Regions from separate parts of the Mus musculus genome. Here regions 2 and 3 are each linked to region 1. Evidence: chromatin contacts called from public promoter capture Hi-C data. All regions are on one chromosome and are shown on one strand. Each heading gives the region's core, a stretch centred on a gene start, on an enhancer-like site or on the middle of the called end of the contact. The rest is flanking DNA. Distances are from core to core; before and after follow the strand shown.

Region 1 (2,538 bases), core at 16-2,515:
CTCACCTTTGGCATAGAAAGAAAGAAAAAAATCAAGCTGCATGATATGCCATGTGTTGTTCTCACCACCTCAGAGTCTTAGGCGAACCAGGAGCCATTATTTCCCTCATTAGAGTTCTTAGGGTAATGTTTTTTGTTTTTGTTTTTTTTCTTTAAACCCCTATTCAAAGACTCTTACTGTAGTGTAACCATATTCTGGGAGGAATCAATTTCCCAGGGCAAAGAACTCTAAAGCTTTGTTCTAATAGAAATTCAAACATTAAATATGCAAAATTTAAGTTTCTGTTTTTTTCTATCCCTTAAGGATTAACATCCGAATTCTCAGACTTTAGCAAACTGAGAGACCGTGGTGATTAAATACATAAATAGCTTTTATTTATTTAAATAAATGATTGAGTAAATAAATAAATACATTTTCTAAATTGACTTGAATGAATGACCCTTCTTTTTTAAAGTAGATTATTTTAAAGACACAGTTGCTTAAGTGTGTGAAAAACCCTGATTGATTCTACCTTCACAAAGGCAAATTTGGGCAAATGTTAGTTGGCTCCATACCCACAGGCATGAAGCAGAACCTAAGATCATAAACCAAGGCAAAGGAGGATTAATGTGTATCGTTTTAGAAATTGAATCCTCTGAGGTTACATTTCCTTCACTAATTCTCAGGGGCTAACTGTGTATATGGCATGCGTTGTGGCCACCTGTAAATAAGGCGCGGTTTACTATTTATTTAAAAGTGAAGAAATATCCAATTGCTTTGTAAATGTCGGCCAATGTATACAAACATCAAAATCTCTGCAGAAATCGAAATTAACCTTAGGAATGTCTTGTTTGCTTGAAAGTAAAAACAACGACGACACTTTTTGCCCCCTAAATCTGATTCTGCGCAGCTCCTCAGTAGCCGCTATGAATCGAATCTGTGTCCGAAATAAGGAGGGCCTGTGAGCTGGTGAATTCGCTTCTCTATTCCTGGGAAGCATGAATAAAATCTGACTTTATTAGACAATAGGTTCTATTTTAAAATTTATTTTGAGACATGGTTTAGATACTGTCGAAATTAATTAGAGACTTACGAATAGACGTAAAATATAATTCGACATCCATTTATGTACTCAATTTCCCAGATGAGATTAAATTTACAGCATCATTTAAAAAGACAAAAAGAACACACTTGATCGACAAAATTACCTGGATTGCCAGTTCTCGCGCTACGGTTAGTTGCAGCTGGTATCCTGACGTCACAGGTTGCCATGGTAGCACCAGCCCAGAAGGAAAAGGGGTGGAGCTAAGCACTCACTGCGGTTTTGCGCTGCGTCTGCAGAGGACAAGGAAAGCTCTGCAGGGCTGTCAGCTGCCAAAATGAACGGCGTGGAAGGGAACAACGAGCTATCTCTCGCTAACACCACGACCCCCTCCCATGCCTCCGAAGATCTGGATCTGAAGCAGGACCAGGGGCTCCAAGAGGAAACCGACACAGTGCGGGAGATGGAGGCTGCAGGTGAGGCCGGTGCGGATGGAGGCGCGTCTCCGGATTCCGAGCACTGCGGCCCCGAGCTCTGCTTCCGAGTGGCTGAGAATAGTTGTGCTGCGGCAGCGAGAGGTCTGGAGGATGCTCCGTCTCCATCAAAGGGCGGGGACGCACCCTCAGCCCCTGTGGCAGCCGACGACAGCAGTAAAAATGGCTGTCAGCTTGAAGGGCCTCACAGCCCTGCTAAACCGAAAGCCCTGGAAGCCTGTGGTGCGGTGGGCCTGGGGTCTCAGCAGATGCCGGGGCCGAAGAAGACCAAGGAAATGACGACTACCAAGTGCGCCATCTCTGTGGCCACCGGCAAGGAGGGAGAAGCAGGAGCGGCAATGCAGGAAAAGAAGGGGTTACAGAAGGAAAAAAAGGTAGCTGGAGGAGGGAAAGAGGAGACTCGACCCAGAGCTCCGAAGATCAATTGCATGGACTCGCTGGAGGCCATCGATCAAGAGCTGTCAAATGTAAATGCGCAGGCTGACAGGGCCTTCCTCCAGCTGGAACGCAAATTTGGGCGGATGAGAAGGCTCCACATGCAGCGCAGAAGTTTCATCATCCAAAACATCCCAGGTTTCTGGGTCACCGCTTTTCGGAACCACCCCCAGCTGTCACCAATGATTAGTGGCCAAGATGAAGACATGATGAGGTACATGATCAATTTAGAGGTGGAGGAGCTTAAGCAGCCAAGAGTAGGGTGCAAATTTAAGTTCATCTTTCAAAGCAACCCCTACTTTCGAAATGAGGGGCTGGTCAAAGAATATGAGCGCAGATCCTCAGGTCGAGTGGTGTCACTCTCTACGCCAATCCGCTGGCACCGGGGTCAGGAACCCCAGGCCCACATCCACAGGAATAGGGAGGGGAACACGATTCCCAGTTTCTTCAACTGGTTCTCAGACCACAGCCTCCTAGAATTCGACAGAATAGCTGAAATTATCAAAGGGGAGCTGTGGTCCAATCCCCTACAATACTATCTGATGGGCGATGGGCCACGCCGTGGAGTTCGAGTCCCACCAAGGCAGC
Region 2 (2,538 bases), core at 20-2,519, 5.0 Mb before region 1:
AATGGTCCCTGGGTAAGTCTTTTGGAACAGACAAACTAATAGCTTCCACCAGTAGAACTGCTAAGGATGCGGTCAACTATAATTTGAGAGCTACAGATTCTGAGACCTAAGATCTGAGACTTAAAATCTCCTTGTTCCTTTCACCCCATGCTTTCACATTCCCATCAGTGTATTTGGAAAATAATTTTTGTTGGTCTGTTACCCTAACACCTTCATATTGGAACAAAGAACTGGGGATAACCCAAACCTCACTTATATTTGGCTTTAGAATAAACTCTCTGCCTTTTGAAAAATACTAGAATTAAACACTTCTAGTAACGATTTCTTCCTACCAGTTCAGCTAACCTAGGCTTATTAATTCTTCCTTATTAAACACACCTTTGTATTATAAACTGGTCACCATTTCTGCCCTACTGCTTTGCCACATTATATCCATCCCACCAGAAAACATGTTTTTATTTCTTTGATCATTATGTATGATAACTGCAGAAGTCTATGAACACCAGAGTGCCATCCAAAGCAAGGTACAGAGCTGACAAAACTGACCCCCTCTGGACACCCATCTTTCTTTTCTCCCCTTTCCTTCCGTTTTTAAAAACAAAAACATTTTGCTTCGAGTCTTTAAAGAGCACATGACATAGTCGTGTCACAAAACCTGCTAAGTATTTTTTGACAAACGATAAAATACTGCCCCCAGCAGCTCTTAAATCCAAGAAGGCTCAGCGCTCTTTAACTTTCTCTCGCCTTCTTGTCTTATCGTTCCCTTTTTTCATTTGCAGCCAATTGGGGTACGAAGTATTTGGGTGGCCTCCTTTCCCTTGTCTGAACCCTAAACCAAGGAGATGTCAACCACGGAAAAAAACCTGAGCTCCCTGCTCTAGCTTACAGCAGTTGAGGTGAAAGTTCCAGACATGAAGAGTCTGATGGGGAGGGGCGGGACTTCCGGGTCGCCAGAGTTCCTTCAGCTAACTCAGGAGCTCTGGCCAAAGGATCCCGGGGAGCATACCAGGAGCGGAAACAGGCCCGGAGCGGTGTGGAAGCCGGAAGAGGCTCGCGCGCAGCGGAAGGTGGGGTGCGGGAAGAGGGTCTCAGGACACGGAAGCGCAAGTCAGAGCCAGGGGCTGCGGGCCGGCGGTAAGGCTGCGGCCAAGTGACAGGCCGCGGAGATGTCCCCTCCCCCTCGCCCCCTCGCCCCCCGCACCCTGGCCAGCGCGCTGTGGCGTGATTGGGTGGCGCGCCTTTGCGGGCCAATGCAGAGCGAGGGGGCGCGCGGCTGCGCACACGCTCACCGCGCAGGCGCACTGCCCTCTGCTGGCTCTGCACCGCAGCGCAGGCGCCGCCGCGCAGGTGGGCTCGTGAGTTCCTGCAGGTCTCTGGGAAATCCTGAGGCGTTGCAGAGAACGTGGGAAAATCCGCTAAATTGGCAGTTTCAAAGGATGAGAAGGTGTGAGGTCAATTCTAAGCCGATTTCTGAATATTTTGGAATCCCTTGTGAGAACCGAGGTAATGTTCCGTGGGATCTCTACCTGTGAGCTAAATGATCTTGCTTATTTCAAACTTTTCCTACATCTTTGTTTCGTGAAGCCAACTTTTTCAACAAGAAGAGCAACCCAACTTTGATGGGAGCAATTAAAGTTATCCTATTCTGTCTCCACTTTTATCAAATCTCAAGGAGTTATGAACACCTCACTAAGGACATCACCACACGTTAGCATTTCTTAATTTCCTAACTTCCACATCGGATTCTCTAACTTGTTATTGTTTCTTGTTCTCCGTGCTAGAGATGTGACCAAGACTGATCAAAGAGTTAGTTTGAAGAAATAGCTCCCTCATAGGAGCCTGACAGGTTAAAAAAAAAAAAAAAAAAGTGAAATCTTGGGGAGGGAAGAGGAAGATGGCAACAAGACAGGCTTGTTTTGTTTGTCTTTTTGACTTGAAAACCAATTAGTTGACAGCTAGCTGAGGCGCAAAGAGGATGTGCAACAAAGTGAATTAGAAGAAACCAGCTAGATGGTGAACTAGCCATGTGTTTTAAGAAAAATCTTGGAAATCCCCGTTTGCCAGGGACTGTTCTCAACACTTCGGATGCCTTCTTGGAAACTAAATTTACTAGGACGACTTGTCAGAACTAGAAGTTAATGATAGTGTTTGATGTGACCACAGCTGTTGGTAGTGGAGATGGATTTTATGTAGTCTGGGAACTTAGAGAAGATAACTTGAAATTACTGTCAGGAAAAAAAAAAAAAACAAAAAACAACCCTGTAACAGTATATGTGCTAAGATTTGGGATGACAAAAATCAATATTTGAGGAAATAAAAGTTCTTTTCTTTGGTTTGTGTGGGGAGAGGTGTAGGTGGTGTGTAATGTGAAAACTTGAGAAACAGGTTATATATTTCATTCAAAAGTACCTTATGATTTTTCTTTGTTTACTTATGCTAATTGTTTTAAATATGGAATTATGTTAGTTTTCTAGTATAATTTAAGGACTTTTAATGGAAGAACTAGCATGTAGAATTGGAGAGGGAAACCTTTGGTCC
Region 3 (2,538 bases), core at 14-2,513, 3.5 Mb before region 1:
TCACCTTGAGTTTACTAAAAGGTATTTTTAGACTGCAAGGTTCAATCAAGTGATTATTTGGTGGTGTAGTTGGTCCATTAATGTATACTCTCCTAGGACTTTCTGTCACTTTGAAATTCACAGGTACTATGCTTCTTTAGTGTCTTAAACTCTCCAGGTCCTCTCTAGTTTTGAGAAGTTCTATTACCACCCCTTCGGCTCACTTCTGGGTCTTAATTCGAAATCAACTGACTCCTTCCTCACCCCTTCTAGTGACAGCCTACGGTTTCATTTTTTTTTTTAATACTTTAACAATGAGAGAGTTGGTAAACTGTCTCATAAGCATCGTTTTTGCTTTAGCTATTTTTCCGGCTTTGATTTCTACGTCTTAAAATAAGCCCGTGAAATAAATCCAGTTTTCTATATGCGGGAAGGATTTCACTCTTTGAGTGACAGCTGCAAATAAATAAATAAGGTGCTTCTGGGCAAGCCAATTAGAAGCAATTATCATTTGACCCCCCCCCGCCTCTAAAATGGTTGGGTAATCTTGCTGTCACAGGAAACAGGAGGTCTGTCTTCTGTGATCAGAACCTTGATCTCCTGGAGACTAAAGGACAAGCAGGCAAAGCAATGCTGTCTCATCTGCTCCTTATATCTGTCACTCATGGGTGGGTCAGCCAGATCACCCTCTGTCGACCTGCGCAGCTCAGCCTGTTTAGCTCAGATGCTTTACCTCCTCAAAAACTCAAGTCGCGATCCCAGTTTCTCTCAAAACAGAAATCCAGTTGTTTTTCTTTTCTCCTGACCTATTTTGGAACTGTCCCTAAATACAGTTCCAGTACCGGGGGCGTCGCCCGGACGTGCCAGTATGCGTGTCCTGTGCTGACAGCCCTGGACCCTCCCTCGCCATCTCCTGCACGCTCCAGTCCAGCTCCCTTCCAGTCGCTCCCACGCCTAGTGTGAACTCCATCTCTCGCCCCACCCGACTCTAGCACCCGCTTCCCGGGGAAAACGGTCTCCTCTCCACCCGAAGCTCCCCGGACACCCTCCCGCTTTTCCGCGCTCACCCAGGGTAATTGTTCTCGCTCCCCACGTCGATGGTCTCGTCCAGGTCGCTTTCGGAGGTCGTTTCCTCACAAGGGCGCTTCATCGCGACGAAGGAGGAGCAGCTACTGTCGCCTAGCGGAACGCAGCGCGCTCCCCGCGGGCTTCCTCCCTCCCTCCCTGCCCGGCTTCTGCAGGCGCCGCTCCCTCGGCGGCGCGGTCGGCTCCTGGAGGTTCTTTCCCACGCTGCAGCCCAGCCAGGGCGCAAGACCCGGTACTGGCCACGCCCCCCAGCGCGGGCGGGGCCCCTCCGCTTCTTCGTGTGCCCGCCCTGGCCACTCTCCAGGCCCCGCCTCCCTGGGACGGTGTGGCTTTCTATTGGTTAATATGGAGGGGCGGACCCGCGCTGGCCAATGGCTGCCGAGAGGCGTTGGCAGAGGCGTGGGAATGCCACCGCGCACCTGGGAGCCGGGAGTGGAGCGCTGGGGTTGACCGCCGGCGGCGGGAGCGGGCGCAGGCGCGAGAGCGCATGGGGCGGGCGTGTCGGGCGAGGGCTCCTGGGTTTTGGGCCATCACCTGCAAGCCGTGATCTCTCCCGCCGAGTTTCTACCCTCGGTTTAAAGAATAACCGCTAGCGCGTGGCTGAGTGCGAGTGAGCGTGTGTGACGTCTAGGGTGGGAGTGCTAGGCTCGGCGACCCACCCCTCTGGGCTGTCCCTCTTCTGGATCAAGCTGCTGAGTGGCTGACCGGAGCGGTCATGTTGACCCTCAGGGGATTTTGAAAGCTTTAAGTCAAAGTTTTTTTTTTTTTTTTTTCACCCTGCCAGCTCCCCAGCCTCTAGGTTGTGGTCAGATAAAGGACGCCCGCTCACCGGTCCAGGTGCCTAACTGCAGGAGGTTGTCCCCGTGCATTGTTGGATTAGTCACCTCTGGTTACTTCCTTTGTATCTCTGGACACAGAAACTGGAGGGAGGGGGTGTAACTATCTCGGTAAATGGCAGGCTTGAGTGGTCTTCCTACTGATGGGAAGAGGGATTGTAGGACACAAATCTGAGTAGGTTTTCGAGTTCAAAGTTCTCGGATTTGGATTATCCAAATTAAATGTCCCAGTCATCCCTCCAGTTTCTCCGGTGTGTGCAGCCACGGAGTTCTTTAGCATCCGGGGAGAGGATTTGTATTTACTTGTACACTGTATTTGTTTTGTAAAGTTTGCCCAGATCGCTAGTTCTTAGTGCACGTACAGCATGGATTGTGTAAACTCCAGGTGTGGTGTTCAGACTCCGTTTTTAAGTCTCTGTCTCTCTCTGCATACTGTGGGGATTTTTTAGCAGGCTCTGCCGACTTTTCCGCGCGCTCAGGAAGTGAGCAAGACAGTCTCGGGGAGTCTGGCGTGAGCTAGACCATCTGGCGCTGTAGCGCTGGGTGGGTTAGTGGAGGTCTAGAGACTCCACATGGTGCTCTTTGTGCTTGGTGGAAAAAGGCCTTTGAGAAAAGAAGACATCCATCAATCACCGAG

Evidence for each region. Promoter capture Hi-C pulls out the DNA fragments that hold promoters and counts their contacts.
Region 2: a promoter capture Hi-C map of pre-B cells shows a contact between it and region 1. The contact joins the promoter of Echdc1 here to the promoter of Tspyl4 in region 1. A contact is called at or near these places in 1 of 39 promoter capture datasets (pre-B cells) and 1 of 484 Hi-C or Micro-C datasets (B cells).
Region 3: a contact with region 1 is called in a promoter capture Hi-C map of pre-B cells. The contact joins the promoter of Hey2 here to the promoter of Tspyl4 in region 1. A contact is called at or near these places in 2 of 39 promoter capture datasets (cranial neural crest and pre-B cells).

Annotation. Positions count from the first base shown.
Region 1 is chr10:34,296,156-34,298,693 of GRCm38.p6, forward strand. It overlaps Tspyl4 (TSPY-like 4), which reads left to right and starts at 1,266. Exons shown (of 1, transcript NM_030203.2): 1 at 1,266-2,538. The coding sequence starts at 1,359. Gm26564 (a long non-coding RNA gene) reads right to left here and starts at 1,269. Exons shown (of 5, transcript XR_871568.2): 1 at 1,188-1,269.
Region 2 is chr10:29,312,231-29,314,768 of GRCm38.p6, forward strand. It overlaps Echdc1 (enoyl Coenzyme A hydratase domain containing 1), which reads left to right and starts at 1,270. Exons shown (of 6, transcript NM_025855.4): 1 at 1,270-1,503. The coding sequence starts at 1,437. It overlaps Gm46218 (a long non-coding RNA gene), which reads right to left and starts at 1,187. Exons shown (of 2, transcript XR_001779751.2): 1 at 1,007-1,187.
Region 3 is chr10:30,841,520-30,844,057 of GRCm38.p6, forward strand. It overlaps Hey2 (hairy/enhancer-of-split related with YRPW motif 2), which reads right to left and starts at 1,264. Exons shown (of 5, transcript NM_013904.1): 1 at 1,047-1,264. The coding sequence starts at 1,129.